Regions from separate parts of the Drosophila melanogaster genome. Here all the other regions are linked to region 3. The links are chromatin contacts, called in public targeted proximity ligation maps. All regions are on one chromosome and are shown on one strand. The core of a region is the stretch at or near the end of the contact, and the rest is flanking DNA. Distances in the headings are between cores, read along the strand shown.

The links.
Region 1: a contact with region 3 is called in a targeted proximity ligation map of the S2 cell line, with 3 times the contacts expected there. A contact is called at or near these places in 3 of 107 Hi-C or Micro-C datasets (all in the S2 cell line) and 2 of 7 datasets of targeted methods (the Kc167 cell line and the S2 cell line).
Region 2: a contact with region 3 is called in a targeted proximity ligation map of the Kc167 cell line, with 5 times the contacts expected there. A contact is called at or near these places in 1 of 107 Hi-C or Micro-C datasets (wing imaginal disc) and 1 of 7 datasets of targeted methods (the Kc167 cell line).
Region 4: a contact with region 3 is called in a targeted proximity ligation map of the Kc167 cell line, with 7 times the contacts expected there. A contact is called at or near these places in 7 of 107 Hi-C or Micro-C datasets (the Clone 8 cell line, the Kc167 cell line, the S2 cell line and 2 more) and 3 of 7 datasets of targeted methods (the Kc167 cell line and the S2 cell line).

What each region holds. Positions count from the first base shown.
Region 1 is chr3R:7,183,981-7,189,980 of dm6, reverse strand. It overlaps lap (like-AP180), which reads right to left and starts at 2,987. Exons shown (of 11, transcript NM_079528.3): 1 at 2,434-2,987. The coding sequence starts at 2,569. It overlaps CG10055, which reads left to right and starts at 3,308. Exons shown (of 3, transcript NM_141446.2): 1 at 3,308-3,675; 2 at 3,771-4,167; 3 at 4,224-5,880. The coding sequence starts at 3,410. The coding sequence ends at 5,387.
Region 2 is chr3R:7,966,017-7,971,691 of dm6, reverse strand. dsx (doublesex) reads left to right here and starts at 4,284. Exons shown (of 5, transcript NM_169202.1): 1 at 4,284-5,229.
Region 3 is chr3R:7,489,102-7,494,923 of dm6, reverse strand. It overlaps CG42656, which reads left to right and starts at 1,653. Exons shown (of 2, transcript NM_001202263.1): 1 at 1,653-1,722; 2 at 1,779-1,963. The coding sequence starts at 1,688. The coding sequence ends at 1,902. alpha-Est10 (alpha-Esterase-10) reads left to right here and starts at 1,079. Exons shown (of 4, transcript NM_001260033.2): 1 at 1,079-1,195. The coding sequence starts at 1,101. alpha-Est9 (alpha-Esterase-9) reads left to right here. Exons shown (of 4, transcript NM_169187.3): 4 at 1-1,003.
Region 4 is chr3R:7,790,649-7,796,228 of dm6, reverse strand. CG2641 reads right to left here and starts at 2,160. Exons shown (of 4, transcript NM_141480.2): 1 at 1,909-2,160; 2 at 1,010-1,359; 3 at 81-636. The coding sequence starts at 2,020. It overlaps CG10086, which reads right to left. Exons shown (of 3, transcript NM_141479.3): 1 at 5,388-5,580; 2 at 3,509-4,558; 3 at 2,746-3,350. The coding sequence starts at 5,502. The coding sequence ends at 3,106.

The DNA of each region.
Region 1 (6,000 bases), core at 1,738-4,237, 310 kb after region 3:
AGTAGATTAGAAAACAATAAAGAACGTTTTTTTTTTTTGTAATTTTCGGTTAGTGAACCATTTGCTCTTTTCCTTAATTTTGTACGTCCAACTCAACTTTACTTTTGGTTGCGATTAACTTTGACTTGATATTTATTTTCCCAAGCATTTATTGGAAAAATCAATCAGATTCGATATAACCGCCGACAACTATTAGTTATTATCCTCTAGATTTATTCAACAGTATATTTTTTTTACGAAAACTTAGTTCATATGAGCAAAACAACAAATGTTTACATGTTTAAGAAGCAACATAAAACTTTAAAAGTCAATTTATCTGTTCCAGAAACAAACAACGTTTCTGTAAAGATTATTATTATTATAATAACCGAACCTCCCATAAATTTAATCATCTTGTTTTTTGCGTCCCGTTATCGGTCGCGACTCTTAGTCGTTGTTTGCTTATCTGCGCTTTAAGCTTGCAGCCGCCATTCAAGCTAAATACTGACGGAAAAGTGTCGATGATAAGAGCTGAATCCCATTGTGTCTACTATCATGCGCTTCCATTTGAATCAATTCCCATTTCGGTTGGAAAGTGTTTGTCGCCGAGCAAGAAAAAATTGCATGGGATTCGAGGGGCGTTGCACATTTCACAAGCCATCGCAGATGTTCGCCGTCCTTTTGCTTCATTTTGTTTGGCTGACGGGCGCCAGGCCAGTGATTCATTTATACATAAATAAGAACAAATTTCAATAAACAGTAAATGTGGAAAATTGATCGGTCCTTGTAAACGAAACTGGTGAGTTTCTTAACGAGCACAGTGGCCTGGGGGTGTCACTTTATGACAAAACGTTGAAATCGCTGAGTAGTTAAGACATTTTGAATGAGTTATTTAGTTAAAATTCGTATCCGCCCTTTTTGAAATCTTCACTGATTCACATATATTTCGAAAATATTTACAGTGCTCGGATACCAAAAGCGATTGGCGACTTCTGTAGCGTAGTTATCGCTGGGGTCAATTCGCATGCTTATGCTCTTAAATACATAAATAAATAAATGTGTCGGGTATCGAGACTCCACTGTAGTGGGGGACCATTGATACTTAATTTTAATTATTATTGCCCACTTGTGTAGCTGGTTGAAATATTCTGGGATCTTTTCAATCGGTGTAAAGCTCATTAAGTGCTGTTGTTTCCGTGAACACACAACTGGTTTTATCATAGGACAAAAGTTGTTAACAAAAGAAAATAGAGAAAATAGGTAGAAGAAATATATTTCATGCTACCTGCTGACGTCTTGTAAAATGTACGGACTGACTTTTAACTCAGGTTTAATTTATTTAGACTTTTGGTAACTGAATTGAGCATAACGTTTTGGATAAAGTAATCAACTTGAATAAACAGCACATGTGGCCAAATTTTGGGTTATATTGGAAATTGGTTTGCGGCAACTGCAATACAATGTTTATGTGACAAGTAACGCCCCACAATATTGCCCTCTTTTATTCCCATTTACTCGTAGCCATATCTGATGAGTCATCTGAAAAGTGCCAACAAGCTAAATAAAAGGGGGTCAAAATGCGAGCAAAACTAGCCAAAAAAACAGATTCCAACGGGAATGAATGTCGTTAGGATATGGAGCTCTTTAGAAGTATTTGCAAAATTCAAACGTGTAAGCAAATCCAGCAAATTAGGGAAGACTCTTGCATAAATTTAACAAGCAATGACACCGTGACAAACACAATCCCTGCTTTCGTAGGCGTTTTAAGCCATTCAAAGCCCCTACAAACACACGTGCACCCGTGGGAAAGTGACGTAACATTAGAGAGAGAGAGAGAGTGTGTTGGTAGAAAGAGAGGGGAGTCCAATCAATGACGAACGGAGTCCACAAACACCAGCAGCTGAGCCACAGATGCAATTTGAGGGTGGTGGTTTGTGTTTGTGGGACTTTGTGGACCGTAATCAGTGGTTTCGTTTTCAGAAAACTTTGTGATTTATCGCACAAAAACAAAAGGCACGTGAAAATGGAGCGAGGAAGCCAAGAAACCCGAACTGGTTGCATCTGAATGTTGTTGCTAAATTACTTTTGCAGCGTACTAACTGTGCCGATGGTTTTTATATTTAGGCTACATTTAAATTTTTTATTTTCTTTGCTAATTTGTTAGGCACTCCTTACTTTAGTATATTATTCATTCCAATTTTTATTATTATTAAAATTTAAGTTAATTTCTAAACAGATTTTATTGCGACTTATGTTTGCAAATAAAAATAAATTAATTTTAAAGCGTTACAAAGTAACAATAATATTTTCGTGTGTTTGATGGGTACATTTCCACTAGTAGCACAAGGCTGTGCCTCTTTTCTCTCTGTGTTATAACAAGGAAATGTAACGGTGATTTACGCAATGAAAGACCAAGAGAGTGGGCAAGGGAAAGAGATAGACAGGGCAACTCACAGTCCAAGTGCTTCTTCTTCGGGCCAATGCATTCCTCCGTGGTGGCCTTGCAAACGGACTTGGCGAGTCCTTGGCCCGCAAGGCTGTGACGGGCGGCCAGCAGCCTGTCGTTGATCGTTTGCCCTGCCATGGTCATGATGAAGCTGTTGCTGTTGTTGTTTCTGCTGCCGCTCGCTGGTTTTTATTTACTTGATTAATTTAATTATGCACCAAAGGAGCTGACCACACCGACACACACACACACTCGAAAGCAGATACAGAGAGAGGGAGAGAGAGACACACACACACACGCGTATGGGGCGAGCGAGAGACAGAGAGGTATTGATTGATTGAGAATATTTCGAACGGGAAAACTCTGCTATGCGAGCCTCACGATTAAACTAACAGTAAAGATTTAGTGGTTCCTACGTCACAATCACTACACAATTTATCGCCGCGGTTTATGCGCTCTCTAACCGGTGCCTAACGCTGAAACGCGATTTTTTAATTCTCTATTTTTCCTCTGCCACAAATCGATAATGGCGACTGGCAAATGGAGCGAGCGTATGAGCAATGTCCTAAAGCGTCCACAAAGTGGAGCTAACGCGTGCAATCGACTTGAGTTTACGGCGTTAGGTGGGAAAATATCGATTGCCATAACGTAAGCGAATACGAAATAGCTGAACTTAGCTTTTACGATGTGTTCATATAAGTTCTGAAAATAAAAAAAAATAATGATAAATAAATAAATAAAAATATAAAATATTAAGATACTATAAATAAATCTTTTTTTATAACTTAGCACTTAAAATTCCCCAACAGCAGTTAAAAAGTAGCTAGATTTGTCGGAAGTGTAGCCAAACGTAACGTAAGCTAAGGGGCTGTCAACAGGAATTTTTAGTTTCGAGTAGGCGGTCATACTGGTCATTAAAATAAATAAAATTATACTAAAAAACAGTAGTTAGCACAATCAACAGTCTCGTAATAAAATTGTAAGATGTTGAATGGACAGATTGCACACAGTTATTTGGAGAACTCGTGCACGCTGATCATACCCCGCCCGCCTGTCCTGAATCAGTCCTCAAAGTCGGCCCAGCCAGCAGCAGCTGCTGCTGCTTCTTCTTCCGCTGGTGAGGAGTTTGGTCAGGAAGCGGGGTCGGGGTTGGCGGAAGCGGAGGCGTTGCATGTGGATCGCATAAGAAACTGCGATATATTCGTTGACGCGCACGATCTTTATTTCTACGCAGATGTTAAGCTGTACAAGTGAGTCACATCCGGCAATCTGTCGTGCCCATGGTGGGCCATGGTGGCGAAATTCCAGCGATATCATTGCGTACTTGTACTCCCTTTTCGGACAGATTCCACAGCCGTCGCACCTTCGACTTGCGAGAGCTGAAGACGCTGTTGATAAAGTTCAACACGACAGAGAATCACTACCAAATTTGCCTGCGCTGTCTGCCCCTAACAGCGGGTGCCCAGGAAGGACCCGGTGGAGAAAGAGGCGGAGGCGGTGGTACGGGGGATGCAGCCAAGCAGTGGAATAGTCGCAAAGAGTACATAGCCGCATTCCTGCACCTACCCACACTGAGTGCCAATTTGCCGGACAAGCAGCCTCTGGTGCAGGAATGGAAACTCAAACGAATCACCGATCAGTGCCAATTGCAGCTCGACGACCACGAGCGCACCTACAAGCTGACCAACAATTTTGGGTACGGCTATGCTAGCGAATACAGCGGACCGCTAGACCTGAGTGAGGTGAGTTCAATTGGTTAACCTGCTCTTCCGCGCACTAAACACAGATGTTTTCACAGTTGGACAGAGCCACGTGCCGCGTGTCGGAGCCACATCGCATGAGCCCCATCCAAAGGCGGCAAGAGCGCGTGGTCGATGAGATGAAGCGCTTTTCCCGCGAGCAGTACAAAATAAATTTTGTGGAGCTACAGGTTCCGTCCGGTCACCAGAATCCTTTACGCTACAAACCGAAAATCTACGAGACTTCCATGACCCAGGAGCAAGCGCATCTGCTGCACAACATCAGCCGAATGCAGACACGGGAGCAGCAGCCGTGCGACGTTTTTCGGCAAAACGAGATCGATTGCGGGCTGATAAGCATTCTGTTGGCCATATGCTATGATGTGCGGACGACGAACAATGAGCCGACGTGTGAATCGGGCTGGACGCGAAGCATACTGTGCCCGCTTTATTGCTACTTTGAGCAATTCGACAACTATCGGGACGTACTGGTTGCCTTCCTGCGGCGAATGATCACCTACCCGCTGTACCGCAATTTCGAGTTGGGCCGCCAATGTGTACGGGATGCCATAGAAGTTTTAAAGGGCGGTCGCAACTGGTTAATTAATCAGCTGCTGCTAACGCACCAGCAGTTCGCCAGCAGTGATCCCAGTCGCGATAGCTTCAACAACTACTATTTGGAGGACTATATACGATATGTGACCAGCCCGAGCGCCTGCAGTGATGAGCACATGCGCCTTCTTGCCCGCAACCTTAAGAACGTGCTGATGGACGTAAACAAGCAACACTTGGGCCTGGGAGTGACCGAGATTGAGACTGAGCTGATCAAGGAGCTGATGCAGGAGATGCGCATCGATGCGGGAAGCCAGGGTTCCTCGCCGCAGCAGCAGCATGGCGATGATGACTTGGACCTTGATAACGATACTTCTGGACAGGAGGACGAGACTACCACTGATGATGAAAGCGTCATAACTGACTCCTTCTACAGCGTGGACATGGACATGCGACTGATAGAGAACGAAATTGTATATGAGGATGACGAGGAGGACGAAGATGACGATGAAGATGGAGATGATGATGAAGATGGGGATGGGGATGAGGATGAGGATGAGGATGAAGACGAAGACGACAGCAGTTCTTCCACAACCACCAGTAGCGAGGCGGAGGGAAACAGCGTCATCGAGCAGTGCAGCAACAGTGAGACAGCAGCCAGCACCACATAAATTGCCACTTATGTCGAGTTCGGCAAGTCCTGCTCCTGCCTTGCCCAAAACAAACAAGCAACACAACCAACTTAATGTCAAAGAACGGAGGCTAAACAGTGATTACTTTTAAAATTAAAACAAAGTAAAATACGAAACTAAAAACCAAGCCAAGTAAATGATGTAAGTTTACACAAGAATACCCAAAAAAGAAGAACTTCTTATATCTTAATTGTACAATAATTTAACGAAAAGCAAACTCAAAGATTTGTTCACGCCAAATGCGAAAAGATATTTGAATATTTTTTCCCCTTTGCTCTACAATTACTTCGATTATAATTACACATACAAGTAAATCAGAACTTTAGCATTTAGTATGGCATTAGAGTATGAAACATTTGAATTTTGAATTCTGAAAAGCGAAATCTAGTTGTGCATTTGTATATACATCTATCGATATTGTTGGTGCTGCAAGCAAAGAAAACAAAATATGAATAAAATAAAATGGAAATGGAAAACAACCTCCAAACTTATCTACACAGTGGGCAAAAGTCATTAATGATTTACATGTTAATGTTGTATGAGTGTCTTATAAAAAGAAAGACATGAAGTATGAACGAAAATTCTAATAAAA
Region 2 (5,675 bases), core at 3,035-5,534, 470 kb before region 3:
TTAATGCAAATTTCGTAATTATATTAAATACAGCCTACGTAGTTAATATATATAATAATATGATATTTAAATACAATGTAGTGCAAGTCACCCCAAATTGAACTATTTCTACGATTAAAACCTTTGCTGGCACATTTATTAGGTGTCACGATATCAGCTTAGGGTTCCTTTGAAGGGCTTACAACGGATTATGGGGCGAATACGCACCAGTGTCAACAACTCAATTCGATGGGCAGAAAAAAAAAAACAGCCAAATGAGTCGGCTAATTTGTATTGATTTTTTATCGGAAAAGCCAACTCCCTTTTTTCTTGCGCCCCATACTTTTTCAGCTCTATGTTGCTGGTGCGTATTTCTGTTTGTTTTGAACTTTCCCATGAATAAATTTTGCATATTAATTGAGCGACTGTCATCAATATGTCTGTGCGCAGAACGGAACCCACCCAATGACCAATGAGCATTCCCTGCGCCAGCCTCATCACAGCATGGCATCATTAGTTGGCCTAAAAAATCCCATCAGGCTTTGATTAACATTTTGTGCACACAAATGCCGGCCAAATGCAAGAGCGTCTAAATGAGTTGCATCTAATTGAGTGACAAACACGCCACGAACAACACAACACCACCGACACACCAGACCCAAGCCCAGACCCAGACCGACAGCAACTGGCCACCTCTCACAAACTGTGCCAATTTGTTTTAAAATGCATCATCCCGGCGCTCAATCAGCTCTGCTCGGTCCAGTCCGGAACTTATCCCACCCCAGGATCCCCCAATGTCCAGTGCCTGCTCTCGACTGTTTTTCAATTTGCATGCAAGCGTAAATTACTCTCGGCTCGAGACCCCTTAACCCCTTCCTGGAACATCGGACCCTCTCCCCGCACGGATTCCGCCCGCTGGTCGGTTAAAAGGTTTGTCCTTTGGTTGTGTTCTATATGCAGATTGCCATCGCTGTCGAGGACTGCTCCGTTCTTGCTCCTCCTTTTGGTGTGCCTGACGGAATCTTGTGCCTGACTGCTTTAAATAACTCTGCGTATCTTGGTTATGAACATAAAACACGTTTTTTGGCACCCCATTTGTCATTAAGCTACCAATTTGCTCGGCTTCAAAAACATCTCAAATTTCCCACCAATCGAACGAGAGGGGGGAGCTGAAAATTAGCCAGGTTAAAAGCCCAAAGAAGTGAGATCAAAAAGCAAGCGATGAGGACGAGGATGGCGAGCCTTTCCCGACGCCGGCCCAAAACTGATAAACACACAAATCTTTAAGACCGCAATTTAAAATTTTGAAATGCATTTTAATTGAGATGTTTCGTAAGTTAAAACAATTTACTTACTGCTGTGTATTTAAACAAAATAATTAACTATAACAAGGATAGCTTGAAAACATTATTTGAAAATCCGATTAGGGCTGCACAAGTGCTCTTTTCTGTGGAATTTAACCATCCACTTGTTTAGTTAAGTGTGGTGTAATCAAAATTGTTTTACATGAACTCCGAAAATTTCCCCATTAATCTTGAATAGCAACTTTAACAATTTCACGGAAGCAGTTTTGACTTCGTGTACATATTCACCCGATCCGTTCGGTGGAAATGCAAACTGACAGCGGTTGATATACATTTGCGATCTGGGCGCCAGACTTGTGTACGATTCGCATGCCTAAGCAACTCGACTGGCTACCCAGTTAAACAGGAGAAAAAATTGGCGATATAGTGAGGATTTTTATGGTTGTACGCAAAAATTGTGATATCTCTGGTAAATATGATTTATAAACTAAAATGAAATATTCCTTATTTTTCATTTGAATACAAATTGCTATTACTCTTTTTCAAAAGCATGATTCATTAAAAAATATGGTAATTCAAGGAAAGTTTGGTTATAAAATTCTAAAAATATTCTATGGTAATAACTTCTTCCGCCACTTTCGACCTAAAGTAATACATTCAAAGTAGATGCAATTTTTCTCAGTGTACTTATCTACCCACTACCGCAAACTAAGCCGAAAGACCTCCTTCCGAGTCGCTAACAATGTACAACAACTTGTAGAATGGCCATAACAATTATAAAACACGAACACGAGTCGCTCGCGGGGAATTGCGATTGCAATGGTAGGCAGCGGGGTGAGGTGTCTGCGGAGGCAGACTGCGGTTGGCAACTTGGATTACCTTTATCTGGCTGCCGGGTCATCCGGAGAATTCTGCGCCCAGCACTTGGCAGCATTCCCCGATGTCGTCGCTGTGTCGTGTATCTTTGGTGCGGCTTTCGAGGTGACAACTGCGACAGCTAAACGTCAATTTGTATAAATGTTTGCAATTGCCACCGATGCGTCGGTTGTGGTGAGTGTGGAGTTGTTAAAAATAAAACACACTGAACGCTGATGATCGATGCGGGGGTCGCAAAGGTCCTACAAGGAAAAAAGAGTATCTGTCAGATGCAGAGAGTGGAACTGGGAGCAAGAGAGCAGATCATAAATAAATATTTCCTTAGCAATTTGCATTTTTTCTGACCGCCCGAGTGTTTGTTGTTTGCCGTTCTGCCCCAAGTTTGTTGGCGTTTTTTGAGAGCGCACTCGGCCAAACGAGTTTCGATTCGGATGCGTATCCGCGAGATACTCTTCCCGCGCCGCTCTTTGCTAATTGATTTATGAGATTGCAAATGCAGATGCCCCCAGCCAAGCTCTTTCGACACTCCGCCATAAAAAGGGCTAAAATTTGTGCGATCCAAGGTACAAGAAATGGTGCAAGAAATGCGCCTTTAAAGCTATGTGAATTTTATCGTTCTACAATCGGCACGGGATCAATTGGTGAAGATGTAAATCGGATTTGGATGAAAAATGTATCCCCTTGCCTATGCAATATATACAGTTTCATGCAAATCAATGACAAAGCCTTCCGCTCTCACTTTCGTAAACATTTTTTAAATAATATGTTGTAGTACCCTAGTATGCAATTATATTAAGTTTTCACATTACCTCGATGATATTGATAGTTAATATAATAAGTAAGTAATTTTCTTTAAATTCAATTTTTGTATGAGCAAGTCAAAATAATTACATAAATTCATTAAATTTAAGTCACTTTATCACTTCATTTATTTAAATATTAAATTAATAACTTTTGTCTCTGAAACACTAAACGAGAATCAAAAACGGTTAATTAATGAGTATTATCTTAATGTTTTCTGATCGCTGAGCCATTCATTCCCCTACAATTTGGTCACCAATGGGAAACTACTGAAGTACCGAAGGCCCTTTCGAAATCGATTCACTGCCCAAAAATCGAACTCTCGACCATTTTTGGTTACCTTTTTGGGAGTTGCGTGCATCGCCTGAGGGAAGTATCTTTTAATGGAGCCGAGCTTCGGCAAAATTATCTCCGCCGTACTGTATAAACGATCCTGACTAATATAACGGCTGACGATGAAAGGGGACCTTTCAATGTGATAAATGCGAGTGCGACACACGCAAATCGCTGCGTCTAAAGGTGGCATAAATACGCGGCGCAGGCCGAAACCCAGCTGAGTGGTTCGACCTATATCGTCGGCTAGACGCCCAAACCCGATTCGATGCTCCCCATATCTGGCGCTTCTTCTTCTCGCGCCACGCGGAAAGAGAACGGAAGAGAGAGAGAGAGCGACCAGAGTGCAAATTTACGATCGGCACATGCAGGCGGGAGACGTCAATGTACGGCAACAAAGTTGCTCCACTCGAGCTTCTCGCAGAGATTCGCAAAAAAACACGCGAACTTCAAGAGAGAATCGCTCAGAGAGGAAGAGCACGTCTTCGATGTTTTATGCTCCCCATTAATGGGGCAAATGCACTTTACACTCTCGCAGACCCGTTTCTCTCCGTAACTCTCTGTTGCCCAAGATGCTTTCGTTTGAGTTCTTCACATACCAACGTTGCTTCGAGCTTATGAGTTTGCTAAAAATCGTGGGAACCGATGAAAGAAATGCCCTTCTATCGTATAAATGTTTCTGTTTAAAAACTATTTACTTAGTATTTAAAATAATTGACCGTTTTTCGTATTTCACATATTAAATAGCAACACAGAAGTAATGAATATTTTAAAACATTTTCCGTTCAAATACATAATTTTTTAAAATACATTTTATTTGGCTGATATTAGCGGAAATTAGCCCTTAAAAGTATGCAACGCAGGTAAGGAGAATTAAGTATCCGCAGTGCGGAACCTATATTTTTCGCGGCGAATTTAGCTCATATTACATACGATTTAATAGTTTGCAATACTTTTTTATAGTTCATAGTTCATATTGTAAGAATTGTGTTTAAATTATGTTATTTTTAGCATGGTTTACTTATGGAAAAGAGCATAGTTAAGGGTTTACAATGAAAACGGTCAAATAAGGGTATCCATATCTGGTACCAAACCAATTTGCTTTCTCCCAGTTGATGTGCAGTGCATCCAGCAGTCGAGCAGGTTGGATGCTCGCACTCGTTTCTTTTTTCGCGGTGCAGCAACCAGAGTGCAAATACAAATAGCAAGAGCGTTGCGTCGCCAGTCGGTGGGCCCGTCTCTGTGCCAGAAACACATGCTCAGTTTTAGGTCCGCCCGTCCGCCTGAATGTCCGTGTATCTGTCCGCTGTCTTTTGGTCTGCTAGTCGGACTGGTACTGGTCCGAGTGTTAGTATCGTGCACGGGGAGCTTTAGCTTTGTGGCCGCAACCAGTTTGCTGGCATCGATCGTCCTTTGCAGGTCGTGCATGTCGCGTTGGCGTCTCGCGCCGTCCGCGTTCCGTGCTCGAAATCACAATCTCAAGCTGAAGTGAAAAGAACTGGAGCGGATTCGGTACAAAATTCTGTGCGATAGTTTTTAGTTGCTGTGCGAGGTCCGAAAATATCTCTAAAATGCGTTGACCTACAGGGAACCAGATCGAGCCGCGAGTGCCATGCTAAACAAAGTCGTTTGCGGCTACAGCTTGTACGGTTTAAGATAACAAATAAAAGAAATAAATTTTTACCGGCTTCACACTCTCACTCTCGGTCCACGAAGCACTCCTGACCGTCTCGTACCCAGCCGATCGGACTCCCCGTATCTCATCGAGTTCGCCGAGTGCTAGTGCTATATTCTCTCACTTTGCTTGCATAACCAAGAGCAAAGCACACCTCGCGGAGGCAGATCGCAGATGCAGATACAGATACATATACTGCTAGTGGTCTAGTAGTGGACCTGGAGATACTCTAGCGAGTGCATGCAATTGGCATTGTACCTGGTAAGTGAACGATGAGTTACGAGCGCTCTGCGGCCAAAATGTGCCACCACTCCGCTCCGTTTTGCCACCTTTTTGCCCGGCATTTGGGGGCGTTGCAAACTGCCTTGTAATTGCCTGACATAAATGCTCGTGTGTACAAGGCTTAATGGCGATAGCAGCAGGTACGCTCAGCGATTGCCATCTACAACTGGCGGTATGACTGCTGAATGGGGGGGAGCCAGGGGTTCAGGCTATTGTCTGACTTCCAAATTAAACAGGAAACGAGCAACAGGTCGCGTTTTACAGCCACACTATGAGACTCCCGCATTAGTTTCTAAGATTGGGATAGCGTAGGCCATTGCCATTGTCGTTTGCGATCGGCTATCCTAGATGACTGCATACATATAAGGCAAATTGGACCAAGGTCTAAGTGGTTATGAGGAAAATGCAAATGACAAATACGGAAA
Region 3 (5,822 bases), core at 404-2,903:
TCTGTCATCAAAAGGTCTTTATTCCTGATGGAGAGAACCACCGCTTTATGTGAACATTTTGAAGAACTTGCCCTCAGATTGCCCAACAGACTTATTTTTGGCAAGAATGATAAGTGAACCCACCCTAACCTTTTACGATTGGAAAAGCTTTACGTTGAAGCCTATGTTTGAAACAATGCAAAGCGTAGCTTTAGACATAAAATATGAGAGTTTATTGTTAAGTTTGTCAACGAGAAGAAGAGTTCTAGGTGTGTTAAAGTTCATCCGTTTCTTACTATATCTTATCGGATCGAATCTGTAGTCTAAGCAGGCTGTTCGTATATAGTCATGATGCCGCACGACCTATGAGTGTGAAACAAGTCGCAACTGAAGTACCTTCTATGAGAAACTACCAAAACCCACTAAACCAAACTCGACAAACAAGACAGCCAAGGAATCTGAGCTAAGATCTTATATTTAACGTTCCTTTAAGTCTCGCTGATATCTTTAAAAGCCAACTAATATCAAACGTATTTTATACAACTCATTTTATTCGAGATCGTTTTAAGTACTCAGCACAAACTTGAGTTAGAAGATCCAGTATATTTTCTTCCAGTATCACGAACGCACACATTTACAAGAAGGGAATTTCCATTTGAGTTTTTGAGATGTATATTTAACTGAAACTACTAGTTAACCGTAACCAATTTATTTATATTCTTAGCCTAAGTCTTTTTAGATATATATCTTTTGTATGCATAGGTTGTTTTTGGTAAAATGTTATATTTGAACAAACGATAAACCTGTCCAAGTTTTACATCATTTTTAGAATATAAAATAATGAAAACAAAAACAAATTTTTTGGAATCGTTTATGAATGTCCACAAGAAGATGACGATTTAAGGCAAATAAATAAAGCTACAATAGTTTGCCTAAGAATTCTCTGTGTATCCGAATTTGTTGGAAATACAAATATATTGTCGAAAAGCTTCAAAGTCATGTGATGCAAAACACGATGAAATTTAAAAATGTATTTTATGAAAAAAAAATAAACTTTGTGTTTTGAAACAAAGAAATAATAGATTTAACAAGTGCTTTGAAATAGTTCTCACACAACCGAAATGAGAAGGTATTGGGTATCTCTACTAAGGCATTTTAGCCTCATTCCGAACAAAAGTGTACCGAAAGTCTTCACCAATGGGGATTTCATTCAGCAGTAAGTACGATAGTTTACTCCTCTAATGAAAAACGCAAACTCAACACATGTGGTTGCATATTCATTACCACTCACATAAAACTCAATCGAATTTTTGTCTGGGCCCCATGTGAGTTATCAGACCTACTAAATAGCCACAAATTATCGCAAATGCGTTGATGCGAAAATGTTATACTTAATACAAATCGCGAGATGAAATACAGCGTGACTAATTCCTTGCTAATTGGAACCTTTATGTTTTGCATTTGTTCGTTACGGTGATTAGCTCTAATAATTGTATAATAATGTCCAAAGTGAATGTCAAGGTATTGTAATCAAAGTTTGTTTGATCTGTTATACTTAATGCCCGGCGGTTGGGCAAATATCTGTGAATCAGCTGTCGAGTGCTAATAGTTAGTGCAATCCAACTGAGTTCACCAGCTTGCTATTTCTATATCTGATCATGCATCTGTGCATCAGTAAGATTTGGGACACTCAGCTGGACAAGTCGAAATGGATGCACTTCTGAAAATTGTCTTGTTGATCAGGTAAGATTATTTCTCGATTAGTAGGATCATAGTTAAGTTAAGCACTTTGTTTTCAGCTTGTATTTCATTGCAATAAGCCTGCACTTGGGATTGTGTGACGATGTTCCTTCCGCCGAGGCAGACACAGTGGTAACTGAAAGTGAAGAGCACTACACCGCATCCGATGACTTCGACTATTAGGTGTTACGAACAAATCCCCATTAAGTTCAATCATGAGTAAATAAATGAACAATCTTTCAGCATCGAGACAGCTTTTTAAGTGACCAGTTTCAGCGGTAGAAAAACTACATCTATGGCACACACTTAGGGCCTTACTGGGACATTTAAAATATGTCTTATCTATGTGAAATTTATTTCCAAAGTATTTGCAAGTCAAGTACTTATCTATTTTCATACCATAAGTTCAGTGTCACTCCATAATATGCTGATATAAAAAGATACATATATGAAATTAAGTTACTCCTCTCTTGTTTGTTTAGCTACTTTATTCGTTATAAAAAAGGGAACCGTAGGTAATTTCCAAAAAGAAAACAAACAAATTGTATATGTAGGTTTTAATATAATCACTAGACGAAAGTTCATACAAATGTATATTTATTTTCCTAGCGAAATGTGTATATGTGTTTTTTAAGTGTATGTCTAAGGGGCTTTCCTATTTTTAGGAAGGCTTAAAATTGCTCAAAAAATAGTTAAGAAAAGTAAATTAAGTTAGTGCCCAAGGTTATCTTGAGGCGTTGGTTGTCATAGGTTTAATATTGATTTGTAAAGCTTGATCACACTTTTGGGTATCACAACACTCAGCTTTGCAGCGCGCATTAAAAGCTTGTGAAAAAACTTTTTTTTCGATAACAACGATAATGCGAAATAGTTTGGAAGCTCAACTAATTGATACCCAGGGCCATATATTAAAACTCTGAACTTTTTGATGTATCAATATCTTGTATTAGAATCTTACATAATAATATAAGATCATCAATGTAGATGACAGTCCACGTAGTGACAACAACTTGAGTGTGCGAAGTCAATGATCACTATCCGAAAAAAAGCTAAAATTTAAAGAAAAGAGAACATAGTCTAGTCGCTACTGATAATGGATTACATTACTTAATGTACATAAGTGCAAGGTAGATTAAGTTTAGAAAATTGAAAGTGACCGCTTTCGAGAGTGCCATCTATGTCACAAAGCGGCATAAGATCTTAATTTATAAAAATTTACAATGCAAAGAAGAAGACTCCAGTTTGATCTAACCTACCCTACGCTTAAGATAAAAGTGTAGATTCCTATTAAAAATATTATAAACTCCCATATAATCCCTGATACATGGGCCTTTATGAATTAAGATGACTGTGTTACGCTACGACCCCCTTGTATACAAACACATACATACATATCATAACAGTAAGAAAACTCGGAAAGTAAACGGTGAAACCGGTAATGTAGAGGGCAGATAGTTGCTAACCGAACAGCTGATTCATGTGAGAATCGCTTCCGCTGTGCAAAAGCACTGAGAGAAAGAGAGAGAGAGTTTGGAGAGTGGCAATAACGCCACCGCTCCAAAGCTTCAAATATTAGTATAAACAAGATCCCGAGACACCGGTCAGTTGGTGCCACACGCTCTTGGAGAGCGCTCTGTTTGTTCCGTTCAGCGATTAGCGATAGTTTTGTTCGAGCCGGTTGTGTTAACTTGGCTAGCTTCGGGTTTATTGTGACACTTTCCCCAAATCGATCGTTTGCGAAGCGTGCATAGCGGAACATACATACATAGATAACCAGCGTGTCTGGGTGTTCATGAAAAAGAGTGCGTGATATGGGATTCGATATGGCAACACGCTTTATGGATATACTAAAGCTGACCTTTAAGTGAGTTTTCCCAGTCAGTGTCCGCTTCTTGCTCTTGCGGAGCGTTAAACGGTTTTCTGTGTTTTGAGGTCTCGCGTCTTGGTTTTGCAACAGCTTCTGCCCAGCATGCATACAAATGCATACGTGTGCACTGGGAAAATAGTGTTGCAGAAGTGCTTGATTTATAAATATTACAAAAAATGTGATGAAACACTTTTTATTTTCTTCAAAAAATCAAGAATAAATTAACACTATCCTGCTCTAAAAAAACATGGAGATTAATTCAATTTTAATTAAAAAATAATTTGTTTTACAATTTATGATTTATGAATTTATGCACTCCTTGAAACTATTGAAGACTCAACAGTGATTACCATTTAATATCGTTTTGGATAAAAACTCCATAGATACCGGGTTTAAATATTTTTTATTTGATTACCCAATGAAATGTTTGCATTTTGTAACTTTTTCTCAGTGTAATGTGTGCACACATCAATTTATGTCTTGCGTTGGTGAAATTGTTGCGCAAACTTTGCTGCGTGTCGGTTTTTGTTATGTATATATGTTGCTTGTTTTCGGTTGTTTTGCATGAACTTAATAATGCTGCCTTTTCCCTGGCTCATTTCTGTCTGTTTTGTTTCTTCGACTTTGGTATCTTTCCCTGGGTTTTTCACCCATGAATCAGCGATACTTCCACAGTTGCGGCATTCGTTGGTTGTTAATGTTATTTGAATTGTGTTTGCTATTTTTTGCACGTTTTCGCAGGTTTATTAGCAGTTTTGCGGGTAGTTAGTATTTTTAACATAAATTATTGCATAGCCACACACAATTGTGTTAATTGCGTGTTTCTATATTTATTTACTGCCATATATTTGCTTTCAATTGAGGAAATGGGTGAAGTAGGTTAGGTCAGTTAGCAGTGAATCAGGCCTATGGATAAATTCATCACCAACATCATATTATTAAACATACAAACTAAAATATATAGAGGAATAGAAAAATAGCGGAATACAAATAAAATTAATTACCAAGACTTTACCTTTCTTTGAAGTGCCGAGCTGGTCTTTTATGATTACCCAAACAACTGATTTAAGTTGAAATTGCTGATAAGTGTACTCGTAAACAGATATAATATTCACTGCTAGTTGAATTCATAAATTAATGGATAAACGTTACCTACATTATACGACTGGCTCAAATCGTACATACATATGTATGTATGTATGAATGTCTGTTTTAACATGCGGAATTATATTGATAAGCTGTTCGGGTACAGGGTTCATTTCAGGTGATAGGTCTGCCATATTTTCTGCCCTATGGGCATGACATGGCGGTTTTTACATTTTTACATTTCTTTTCACAAAAGATACATTACCGATATAATACAAACTCGGATATAGCTTATTCTAACATTTATATTGTTAGTCATCCTATTCACTTTTTGTCGTCAAGCCATTGAATTTTAAATAATCGAAATGTTGATTAACTATATCGCACTGCATTGATTGTTTGTCGAATGCTTTAAGTATTTCTGATACGACTAAACTTAATTTTGATTACTTTGCGCATTTGCTTTGTGTTTAAAGTACAATTTGAATGCTTTTACCACTTATAAAAGTGTTAATCCTTAGGTTAACTGAGTGAATTAGTCTAAATTTATTACCTTCATTTGTTTCGCTCTGCTGCTTTCCTGCTGCCTATTAGGCCATTTAAAACGAACTACACTGAAGAAAAGTATTTCAATGACAAACTCAGATCTTCGAAAAATATTGAAAGGCGTTATATCTTGGATGTTGGCTTTCGCGGACCCACAGCAGTCACGTACAATCCAATCTGGTATCCAATCTGATCTCGCCTTTCTCTCGATTTCAAACGTAATTACCGATTTGTATGCATTCGTGTGCAATGATGTTGAATCAAACTATGTCAGTGCATTTGCAGAATGCCAGTTAAATACACTATTTGTGCCTCAATCGACGGTGGGCAATGCGAACAAATAAAAATAGGCCATTAAATGCATTAAACCGCCTCACGCCCACCCACAAATTAGCCATAAAATCAGAAACAAAAAAAGTCTCAGGCAAAAAACAAAGGTGAATTGTAGAAAATAGAAAACTGGTCGTGCATGCAAAACGTGAGGCGTCGAGTTGAGGTTGGTCAAAAGCCGTTGACAATTCGCAAGACTTTGAATCCAACAAAACAAAATCCAATGACATTGAAAGTGGGTTCCTCTCCACTTTGCTGTGGGACTGGAGCACAC
Region 4 (5,580 bases), core at 911-3,410, 300 kb before region 3:
AAGAATTATACAATGATCAAGCACCTTTAAGCATTTACAAATTCAAATGAAGAGTATCTATGATTTCGCTATATACTTACTGCACTTGTCATAACTGGGAGGCAGATCTGCGGCGGCTCCGGCAGGAGTGTCCGGCGTTTCCGGTATCCACTGTGCTGCACTGGCTGGATTCTCGGCACTTTGGATCAATGGTATGGTGCCAATTACAATCGGCACCTCAAAGTCCGAGTCCACGTGGCAGTCGCCAGTGCTGATCGTGAGGATAACTTGGTAACTAACCGAAATGATGCCTTCGGTGCGGGAAGAGGGCGGTACTGCTGGAATAGCCAGGGTTCCTTCAATTTTTTTCTTTGAGAGCCTCAAAACGCGCTCCTGCTGGCAACTTTTGTTGAGGCTGTGCTCCTTTTCGCGAGTTTTGTGGTGCGGCGTTTGAGCCTGGAATTTGTAAATCTGCTTAAGTTTCAGTTCGATCCCATTCAGATCATAGCCACTCGACTGGTTGTCAATCTCCAGAGTAAAGCGTATCTTCTGACCAGGCGCGTAACCACCGAAGGGTATTGTTAATGTCGATAGAACCGGGCCTGAACTGCAGGGCCAACAGCAAAAGTGCTTGATGTCCTCTCGGACTAGGGGCATCTGTCGAAAAAGAGTGTGCATTTATTAGTTCCTAGGAATAACTAATATTACCTAATTACTCTTATTGATATAATTTTAAAGTTTAATTAACATTTTTTTGTTTACATTTCTACAGGTTAGGATCGTAAAAAATTTATTTTTAATTTATTTAAATTTTTTATTTAGTCCCATAGCTTTGGTTTGAATGAACACACCCCTTGTTTGTTTAATAACTTCGGAATTTACGTCCATAAGGCACGCAATGTTTCTATACTTGAATGACTCGTCTAATTGTCCTTAAATATCTGTCGCAGGACAATTTAAAACTGCATTGATTTACTACCGATTAGTGCAATCTAAACTTTTAGTAAACTGTTCCTGTCCTTGGACTCACCAGCAATTGGGGGCTCATGTTGAGGTTGTAGGTCTGTATGACCGTCAGTGGCTGCTTGAAGACGTTGTTGAAGCGCCACTGGCGATCGATGACCACGGAGACCTCGTAGAAGATTTTTCCGTACTGGGCCACCACTGATGAGGGGCATTCCAGGGGCAGTGGAATGCAGAAGTTGTAGGTGTGCGTACCTGGCGGCAGATTCCCGGATCCAAAGACCGATGTCCGGGTGTACAAGTACTGCTGCTTGCCTCGGAAATACTCCGTGTAGTGCTCGGTCTTTCCACCTCTCGTCCTTGTTCGCCGCTCATCCCATCGCACCTTTGCCTCGCCCTCGAAAAGAATGTATACCTCTAATCAGAAAGTGAAAAGAGAGAGAGTGATATTTGAATATGGTTTGTATCCGAAAACGAATCTTTATATGTTGAACGTATGTGAAAGCCTTCTTCGGACTCCGAAGGAGTTGCTGTAAGTGCAGAATGAGATTACGCCAATCAAAAATGGAACTGAACATGGAAATTGATACAGAGCACTGTATCAAATACTTGTTTGCTTGTATACATACTTTTGTTATCTTTTGTAAAGCTTTCAAGTTTGTTTTTAGAATTGGCTATTTGAAAAACGCAAAAATTGATCAATGAATTTGTAGTTAGGGGCGAACTGAGCTCATCAGGGCATGCAATTTAGGATACTAGGAATTAAACATTTGAGACAATTAAAGCCACATAAATGGTCGCTAAAATCCTTCTTATATAAGAAGCAAAACACTTTATGGCGCTACAACAAACTTGTTTGTTTGCTGCATTCTATAAAACCGGCTTGGTGTTATCACAGAGTCAACAGTGATTACGCTCAAATTAAAAACATATCAGTCCATTCGCTTTTTAACGACTAAAACTCACCGTTCACAGACTTTTCGGATGTTGTTGTCAGAATGGCCCTTCCATTGACCGTCTCACCACTGTAGTAAATGGGTTCGCGGCGATCGAGCTCAAAAGAGCAGCTGGAAGGCATTTTGGAAATGCAATCTATTATTTAGTATGTGGGTGCTGGCACATATATTTCGAAATTCCAGATCTTATTCACTGGCGACGCGCAACGTGAATTTATTTAGCACCAGACAAGCGTCGCACCCGAAGTGAGAATTTAGAATGAGAATAGCCGGTCTGCAACAGCTGGGATGTCAGTGACATCATCACTTGGCGAGAGCCAAAGCTTTTCTGGTGAGCGAGCTTTTGGGGCTTCCGCTCACTAAAAAAAAAAAACAAAATTGAGAGGCATCGGATTTTGATAAACGGTTCTCTTTTTTGTTTGTTTTGTTACGAAGAATAAGGCAACAACAAATCTAAAAATTTGTAAACAAAAATCAGGTGGGTTCTGTGAAAGCTCTAGTTTAGTTGAGTTGTTATTATCGCGTTGTTATTATTTTTTGGACGAAATACGGTGAAAAAGAATCACATCAAGTTAAGTCGTCTATGGACTTAAGTCTGTGATAGTTGATTACGTTTGTTAATGATGATTTGTACTCATTTACAAACGCGCAAAAGTCCAAGAAGTTCCTGATTTTCTATCGTGGTGCGTAGCAACCAAAGGGTATCTTGACAGTCGAGAGAATGTTTGATCAGTATTAAGGCGATAAATGCATGTCCGTTTCTATGCTATATATTCTATATAATTCGGAATGGGCCGGATCAGATACCTGTTACTCAGATAGAGAGGAAGTTATACATTTTTTTTTTGCATTTTAATGGAAATTGTCAAGCAATAGAATTAGAAATTGGGAGCATGTATGCGTAAATCAAAATTTCTAGCTCTCATAAGTATTTAAACTCACGGACTGAGCTAGAAGTCCTCCACTCAATTTAATTTATAAATGAATAAATAAATTTGTAGTTCAATGCCTTCATGGACTTGGTTGTCTAGGCTATAGTCGCAATTTATCGCGTATCACCCAGTAGACACTTTTATATTCTGGGTTGTTTATCATTCCGATATACATACATATATAGTAAACATTTTGGTAAGTACACTGGCGAACCGTAAAAGAAATAAATACTGCCGAGATAAGATATAGTCGTGATTTTTCGCGATAACTGCCCTCAGATCTGCACGGGTGACTCCACTGGTTGTTTCTCCGGTTGTTGCTTCGACTGTCCAGGATCGGCAGGACGTCTGCGTCGGCGGCGCCTTTTCTTCTGGGGAGGATTTGGCGGCGGGCTCTGGAAGGTGTCCACATCGAAGACCGGATAGCGTGGAGTAAATCGGGAGGCCTCGCTGACCGTGTTCGCGTCCGTGTCCGCAATATCAGTGGTCATGAACATGGCCTGCTCGTAGGTAGGAGGAGCTATAGAAAAAATGACATAAAAAATATGGAGAATGAAGAATGAAACTATCGCCTCACAATAGCATAACAAAAATATAAAGAACATATACATAAGGGCTCTATTTAACATCTTTCATAACAAAGTCCTAGCTAGAAATATTTTGTTCTCTTGTACTCACGTAAATCTGGTACGAAATCGTCGGCGGCCTCCAACTCATCATCTCCATCCTCTGGAAGCTCGAAGTCCTCTAGATCCTCGGCCATCTCGTAGCCGGAGTTGCTGACCCCGCTTGCGGCCATCTGAGCCAGTTCCATGGCCCTTGTAGAGGTGCATGGCAAGTCGGCAGGCAGCGAACTTCCAGATGGGAAGGCGTTAGTTGGCAGGAAGTCCGGTCCGGACACCGCAGTTGCCAGGGGCACGTTGCCAATAGTCACAGGGATTATGAGCCGGGGATTAGCCATAAGCCAGTTCATAACAGCCACCACACGCACTTCGTAAGATACGCGCACCACCTTGCTTAGGTGCTCGCAGGTGGGCGCCGTTGCCGGAATCCTCAGGGTTTCCGTGTAAGTCCTCTGCGCATTATGAGCCACCGGACCGCACTCGCGCTTCACCAGCATTATCTTCTCGGATGTGGTGCGTAGCGAGGGCGTATCCGCCGTGTATGTGGCTCTCAAATGCAGCATGATCAGTAGCTTCCGACAATCGGAGCTGGAGTCATTACGCACATGGGCGTGGATCAACATGAACTGACCCGGAACATAGCCCTGCTGCTGGAGAGTGACCTTCAACTGCACGGGCTTCGTGTGCATCAGGCAAAAGTGTTCCACGGCTTCATTGCTCGCCGGTTCCCGGAGCATCTTGGTCTCCTGGTTCAAGTCCAGCAGCTTTAGCACAGTGAAGCCCACGTTGTGGGTGCGATTGGAAGCTCCTGGCTTCAAAAAGGTGACCTTGGCCAGATACCGGATGTGTCCATAGGCACCCTCGAAGGACGAGGGGCAGTGGCTGGGAATGGGGCAAGCAAAAGTGTAGGTGTACGTGCCGGCGTCCATGTTAAAGTTGCTGCCCTGCTCGGAACCCATGAGGTAAGTGGTGGAGGCTATATAGTCCTCCCGCCCGCTGTACTGGTGCTTTGATCGCTTCTTGGGGTTTTGGATTGCCACCGCCTTACCATGTCTGCGGATGCGCCACTGGGCTTGCGCATAGCCACTTATTTGCAGTTTTATTCCTAAAAGACAAGAAATATTAGAATATGTAGATCTTCAATAACATGACTTCTTAACAGAGAAATATGAGATGTGCTGACTAACATTTATAATATTTCCATAATAATACTATAATATAGGCTATAATATAGACAAAGAAATCAGTACCTTAATAAAAAAGTTAAAAAAAAATACAACGGGCTTCCTAATAAAACTAGCTCACTTTGTTTATCTCTTTGGGTTACCTCATAAGGTAGGGGTAATATTAGGATAAGATAAAACAAAAGCGAGAAGCACTGAAAGACATTTCCAAAAACAGTTAATAAAAGCGTCTTAGGGGCATTTTAAATTTAACTAATACGGAAACTGTTGACGCACACTATAAAATTATTCAAATTGTTTAAATATTTGATTTGGGCTGCAAGCACGCAGATGCAAAATGGAAATGAAATAACTTAAAGACAAAAATTAACCTTTTTTTTTTTAAATAGAAGTAGAAAACATATATTTCGAAGAATCAACAAAACTTGTTGTCCATATCACTGCAAAGCCCAGACGAAAACCGTGAGTAAGTTCCCTGGTATTTCCTCGAAAGAAAATATAATTCGTTGGGTAGATCCCCAACTATAAGTAAGGTTGTTATCGCTCCCCTTCGGCTCCAGGAATCATCAATTATCGCACATTTGGAGTGTCCGCATAGTTATCACTTAATTACCCATTTCAATGGTTTGTTGAATCTTTTGCTTTTGCCAAACCTGACATTATCCGAAGCGATAAGATACGCCGCGCTCGATAAGCGAAAGCCCCCACTAGTTTCCGTACTGTTGGGGTATCCTAGTTGGTCTTACTTACCTCGCAGTTTCTTGGTCTTGTTCAGATTGACAATCACCTTGCCGGTTATCACCTGGCCGGTGAAGTAGGTGCCGTGCTCATTCTGGTCGAACGTTATCATGCAGTTCTTCGACATGTTGGCGAATAGGTAATGGGCTTATGCCTCTCCAGAGCTTTTAGATTTGCGAGCGATCCTAACGCGCCCGCTGCTAAA